Regions from separate parts of the Sus scrofa genome. Here region 1 is linked to region 2. Evidence: chromatin contacts called from public Hi-C data. All regions are on one chromosome and are shown on one strand. The core of a region is the stretch at or near the end of the contact, and the rest is flanking DNA. Distances in the headings are between cores, read along the strand shown.

Evidence for each region. A called contact is a pair of places that touch in the nucleus more often than the background predicts.
Region 1: a contact with region 2 is called in a Hi-C map of retroperitoneal adipose tissue, with 2.7 times the contacts expected there. The contact joins the enhancer-like site here to the promoter of TMSB4X in region 2. A contact is called at or near these places in 1 of 5 promoter capture datasets (liver), 8 of 47 Hi-C or Micro-C datasets (embryonic fibroblasts, heart right ventricle, mesenteric adipose tissue and 5 more) and 2 of 2 datasets of contacts at active chromatin or transcription factors (alveolar macrophages and skeletal muscle).

Annotation. Positions count from the first base shown.
Region 1 is chrX:9,798,766-9,801,786 of Sscrofa11.1, forward strand. The region is part of intron 2 of LOC110257721 (a long non-coding RNA gene); the gene reads left to right. Among named protein-coding and RNA genes, the nearest start is that of TMSB4X, 150 kb to the left of the region's middle. Within about 2 kb of position 1,531, at least 10 of the 83 cell types and tissues checked have an H3K27ac peak or open chromatin away from gene starts, as enhancers often do. A contact at or near this core is called in omental adipose tissue, retroperitoneal adipose tissue and skeletal muscle, where this site is marked.
Region 2 is chrX:9,649,377-9,652,479 of Sscrofa11.1, forward strand. It overlaps TMSB4X (thymosin beta 4, X-linked), which reads left to right and starts at 1,350. Exons shown (of 2, transcript NM_001044555.1): 1 at 1,350-1,449; 2 at 1,857-1,891. The coding sequence starts at 1,350. The coding sequence ends at 1,891. It overlaps LOC100511794 (a long non-coding RNA gene), which reads right to left and starts at 27. Exons shown (of 3, transcript XR_002340577.1): 1 at 1-27.

The sequences.
Region 1 (3,021 bases), core at 281-2,780, 150 kb after region 2:
CTCCCAGGATTATGGTGTCATGGTATGAGATAGAGCATAGCTCTGAAAATGCTTTATAAAGGATGGCATAATGGTAGGTAGTGCTATTATAAAAAGTGGACTTGATGAGCCAGCAGCAAGGCTGAGAGATGGGTTTTGGTCTTGACCGTGTCACTTCCCAAGATGTGGCTTTGCATAAGCAACTAGAGTCAGTTCTGGTGGTGCCTCACTCACACCCCCTTTATTGGGCTGGCCCATCCCCCAGCCACGGAACGCTCTCAGCTGCCCCTTCCTCCAGATACTTGCTGGCCAAAGGGAGTTGCCTTATCCGGGAGGTGATGTACCTCACTGTCTCCCAGCAGCCCAGAGCAGGGGACCCCAAAGGTGGACCCTCTTGCCTCAGGTGGACCTCTGTGGTGTTCTTCATGTTCCAGAGGTCCCCGTTGGACCACACAGAGGCTAAGCTGCGGTGGAACCCTTGCCTTGCTCTCCCTTGCCTCCCTTGTTCCTTTTCTCCTGAGGGCACTACCTCAGTCACTCCAGGCATCTAAATCCTGGGTCACAAGTTCTGCTTCTAGAAAATCCACTGAAGGCATTTCCTTGATCTTTCTTCCACTTACTGCTGTAGGTTTGTTCCAGAGCCCTTTCTCAGCCCCAAGAGTTAGTCGCAACTTCCATTCACCAGGGTGCTCTGAGTTTTCTGTACATATGTCATCAGTCTCCCGGTTAAACATTCATTTTGACCCAAAATGGTGCTCTCTCCAAAGACCTTGGTGCCTCTCATGGTACCGGCTTCCTGCTGGCAGCCTACTTTTCATGCCTAGCGGTCCCAAGAAATGACTTGAAAATGAACTCTCTCCAAAGTGAAAAAAGGAGAGATGTGAGAATATGATCATGAAAAATCTCTGTACTTAAAAATAAAAAGTAATAACATAGAGGTTGCTTGCAAAAAACAAAGAAAAGAAAATGAACTCTCTCAAGATGAAACACAAGCATTCCTGAGCATATGCGAGCTTAAAAGTTAGTTGTGCTGATTCAAAGTCATAGCCTTCTTGAGTTTTGTTTTTTTGTTTTTTTTTTCCTACCACTTTATGGGAATAAACACCCAATTCTGTTAGTTTTGTTTATGAAATACTCTCTTCCTGCTCCCCGCCCACGAAGCTGTCTTTCTACAGCTTGGATGATTTTTCTGCAGCTTGGATGAAATCCCAGAGGACCCTGTCCCTGAGCATAATAGCACTGCTGCTGGAACCTTCCAGGCTCCTGTCTCAGGAGAGAGTATTTCCCATAGCAACCTTCACATGGGACCTATTGACAAGGGAAGGCAGAAAAATGGTTTAGTCTGTGGCGTTTAACCGAAGTCTTCCCATAATCCCCTCCTGGGGGCCTAGGACAACCACAACAATCCATATCCAACATGTTCGCACAGCACATCATTCTTCGGAGGGTTTAATTCCTAGCAAACCTCATTTACCAGCGAGTGTTCCTTCGTGCATTCCAAGATGGGCAGTGTCAGGCTCTGGTGCTAGCAGCCTCGTTCCCTGGTTGTCAGGCACATGGATTTCCAAACTCTCTGAGCATCTTTTGAGTTTCACTGGCTTGCACAAACATCACCCTCCTGCTGACACTCAAAAACATTGCTGCAATCCTCTGTCCTTAGGCCAAGTAAACACAGACTGGAAGAAAATGGCAAAGAAAGAATTCTGAGTTTTCCATTTCTCCTGAGCCCTAGAGTCATGACTTGCTTTGTCCCTTTCTTCCTCCCAACCCCAGTTGTGCAAGTATTTCCTTAGCTTGTTGGGGATGATCGGCAGGTCACATGGAGTAGACCAAAGGGACAGATAACCCTGTCTTTGCTTTTGTGTTGCTCACGGTCAAGTTGGAGAGAGGAAACAGGGCTGAGTCGGATATTGTTCGGTACATTTCTCAGCTACAGCAACACAGAATGGGAGAGCTTACCTGGTAGATCTGGGGTCACCCAGCTACCCCAAGAGTTAGTCAAGACTCAAACCCAGATCTGATTTCATGCTCAGCCCTCCTTCCCCTGCTCCCAGCTGCCTCCGTTTATGAGGCACAGAATGGCTCTAATCTATGGCTGCAGAATAACATGGATTAAGAAGAGAAGTTCCCGTCGTGGCGCAGTGGTTAACGAATCTGTCTAGGAACCATGAGGTGGCGGGTTCGGTCCCTGCCCTTGCTCAGTGGGTTAAGGATCTGGTGTTGCCGTGAGCTGTGGTGTAGGTTGCAGACATGGCTCGGATCCCGTGTTGCTGTGGCTCTGGCATAGGCCGGTGGCTACAGCTCCGATTAGACCCCTAGCCTGGGAACCTCCATCTGCCACGGGAGTGGCCCAAGAAATGGCAAAAAGACCGAAAAAAAAAGAGAGAGTCAGGCAGGGTTTGAAACACGGCAGACGACGTGGACCAGCAACAAACTCCCAACATTGCAGAAGAGCCCCTGAATCTCATCAGGCTCAGCCTGGATGAGCAAATCTATGTGAAAATGAGAAACGACAGAGAGCTTCGAGGTAGGTGACATGCTTATGATCAGAACTTAAATATAATATTGGGAGATGTGGAAGAAACTGTGACAGCTGTGGAAATTGATGAAGAAATGTATGAAGAACAATATAAATCAACAAAATGGAATATTCCACTGCTCTCTGTCTGGGGAGATAGTGTCGTGCTAGTTACCCTGCCCTCGAGAGTTGCCTGGAACAAAGAATTTATCCTGTGTGGAAACGGGAGATGGCATGTGATTGCCTCCTTAAATGTAGAAGATACCCAAAAGAGAAATCTGCATACATTTTGATATTAAGAAATCACCAAGAATTCTTCCACTCCTGAAATACGTCGATTTGCAAATAACTCAGAAAGTCTTAAGCTAAATGGCATTTGTTTGTTTGTTTGTTTTCTTCAACTAATGGGATCACCAAGATGCAGCACTCCTTTTCAGGAGTTGATTTGCTCCATTGTTTTTTCAGACAATTTCTGTTGTTGTTGTTTTTCTTTAAATTAAATTTGATGTTTCCTTTTTTGACTT
Region 2 (3,103 bases), core at 100-2,599:
GTGGACGCCGGGTGGCGCCCCCTCCCCCGGGCCCAGCCCCCCTCCCCCTCAACGCCAGGCAGGGCCCGGACGCCGTTCCGCCGTTCCGGGGACCCGGCGCGAAGGGGTTAAGCGGGCCGGCGGGTGACATCACCTCATTTACATAGGAGCGCGCATATAGCGACAGCCACTGCGCCCCGCCCGGCACTCGGCGGCGGCCACTGCGTAGACCGGATTCCTCTCGCTCGCGCCTCGCTCCGGTGAGCCCCGGGGCCCCTGCCTCCTGCCCTCCGCTCCCCTTCCTGCCCCGCGCCCGCTCTCCCCGCCAGCATCCCCACAGCCGAGCCTGAGTCGTCCTCCCGGGAAAAGGCTGCTTTGGGGAGCTTGGGGATGCCAAACCCTTCCAGATGCTGGGTAGCCGGGTCGGGAACTCGGTGATTTTTTTTCTTTTTTTTAAGTGAAAACTGGCGTTTTGCTATGCAGCTTCGAAGGGAACATTTTTTCCCTTCCCCCAAAGGCGTTCTGCCTTGCCTCTTAGGCGGGTGATTAATAGGAACAGAAAGATCCTTTGTTCCAGCTCACACCCACCCAAGCGCGGGGCTTCGCAATCCCGTTTTGCCTCCAGCCCCGTGGGCTGCATCTGTTGGGGTTTAAGGCGGCTGGAGGCTGTGCTGTGAAATGTTGCAAAGGTCCTTCTCGCAGGGCAATGTGTGCGGTGCAGCCGAATGGCTCTGAAATGCAGATCAGGGTTGATCCAGAGGGTGCGGGGGCAGCTTTGTGCGCGGCTGGCTGCATTGTTGAGCGAGAGAGGGAGGAAGCGGGTAGGGCGGTGGTCGGCGGCGCCCGGCAGCAGCTGCCGCCTTTGTGACTAGAGAAGAAAGCAGGGCAGCCCGCATCTTTGGGAGAGAGGCCGTGGATAGAAAATGGAAACGCTTTGTGCCACCGTGGCTTCATTTTAAGAAGTTTTACTCGATTTTCTTGCCCTTAAACGCCAAACGGCTACGCTCTTCTCTGAAGTTGAAACGCTGCAGTTAACGAGCCACAAGGCTTAATTTCATTGTTCCGAAAGAGACAGCCTCCAAATGTGAGAGTTTATCTCACCTTAGAAGAGCCTCGGCTCGGTCCCCGGCCTTTTGAAATACTCAAAGGAGGTGGGGCGGGGGGGGGAGGCTTCTTTTTTTTTTTTTTTTTCTCTGTAGAAAGAGGAAGATCTTTTTTAGCCCAGAGTGAAAGCGGAAGGAGGCTGAGTTGGGGTTTCAGGCGGGAGAGGCAAGGGCAGAAGCGCATTTCTGGGCCCGGAGAGCCGAGGGTGGGTGGCTCGCCGTCAACCTCCCTCTTGGCTTTGTACCTTTGCAGCGTCCTCTGCAACCATGTCTGACAAACCCGATATGGCTGAGATTGAGAAATTCGATAAGTCGAAATTGAAGAAGACAGAAACGCAAGAGAAAAATCCACTGCCTTCAAAAGAAAGTAAGCAAGCCCCCCCCACCCCCTTTAAGAAAAAGCCAGGGCGGGGCGGGTAGGAGAGCTTGGGAGGGGCTGGGAGAAGAATTGGGGTGGGGGGCGGGGTGTGCGGGGGAGGAGCCCACAGGTTTTTGATGAATATGGCTTGGAAAGGTTAATTTAAAAGCGTTTTGCAGCCAACAAACACAGGGGTTTAATAATTTCCTAATGGAATGTGTAACAGACCATATTTACACATGTTCAGGTTCATGCACATATCGCATGATGGGCTGCCTCAGTTGTCCTTGGAGAATTTTTGTGATAAAGATGTTTTAAAACGAAAGTACGGGACTCCTATCCTAGGCTATACTGAATTCGCCTCGTCAGCCTCCTCCATCTTCTTTTTCTTTTTGTCTTTTTCTTTCCGGTCACAGCGATTGAACAGGAGAAGCAAGCAGGCGAGTCGTAATGAGGCGCGCGCCGCCAGTATGCACTGTACATTCCACAAGCATTGCCTTCTTATTTTACTTCTTTTAGCTGTTTAACTTTGTAAGATGCAAAGAGGTTGGATCAAGTTTAAATGACTGTGCTGCCCCTTTTCACATCAAAGAATGGCGAACTACTGACACGAAGGCCGCGCCTGCCTCTCCCATCTGCCTGGGTGGCTGGCAGGGAAGGAAAAGAACTTGCATGTTGGTGAAGGAGGAAGCTGGGTGGAATTTAGAGTAAAAAGCGAGCTGGTCCAAGGTGTCCTGCGGGCTGTAAAATGCAGTTTAATCAGAGTGCCATTTTTTTTTGTTCAAATGATTTTAATTATTGGAATGCACAATTTTTTTAATATGCAAATAAAAAGTTTAAAACGTGGCTGGTGTGATGGTCTGGTCTCTGAAAGGAGCGGCTTCCTCAGAGGAAACCTTGGCAAAAGGGCCAAAAGAGTGGGTGCGCTGGGAAGCAGGAGGTGACAGACATCTGGTAATTTGGGTAAATTCTCCGGAGACACAAATGGGTTTCATCCAGGTTTGAAATACCTCGCGTCTATGCTAGACACAAATGGGTTTCATCCAGGTTTAAAATACCTCTCGTCTATGCTAGACACAAATGGGTTTCATCCAGGTTTGAAATACCTCGCGTCTATGCTAGGTAACCGGGAGATGGGGTTTTTTTTTTTTTTTTTTTTTTTTGGTTTTTTTGTATTTTTTTTTAGGCTGATGGAATTCTTACTATCCAGAGTTGAATGAAAATTTTGATAAACATAAATTTGCAGTTCTTTTTAAAAAAGGGTTAAGCCAGCACTGAATCTCTTGCACACCTGATCAAGAACCCGAAGGTGGTGGTGATTCACAGGCACACTCTTTGTTTCAGGTGTCAAACAGCCAGGGGTATTGAGCCAATTGCGAATGCATCTTGTGAGATAAGGGAAAATTTAACATTTTTAATAACTGCTTTATAAAAGGATTCAAGAGCTGTGCTTCCTCTGTCTAATGGCTGGTTCCAATTGGAATTAAGTCGTTAAAATAGCTTTTATGAAATCGGTGTACTTGGGATGCATGATTAGGACTTAAGATGAATTCTCAATTTAGATAATGAAAAACTGTTGGATTTGAAGGACACCAGGGGGACAAGGATGAAATGGGTGCTGTTTAAAATCCAGTAGGATTTAATTGGCTCACCTCCAGGGCTT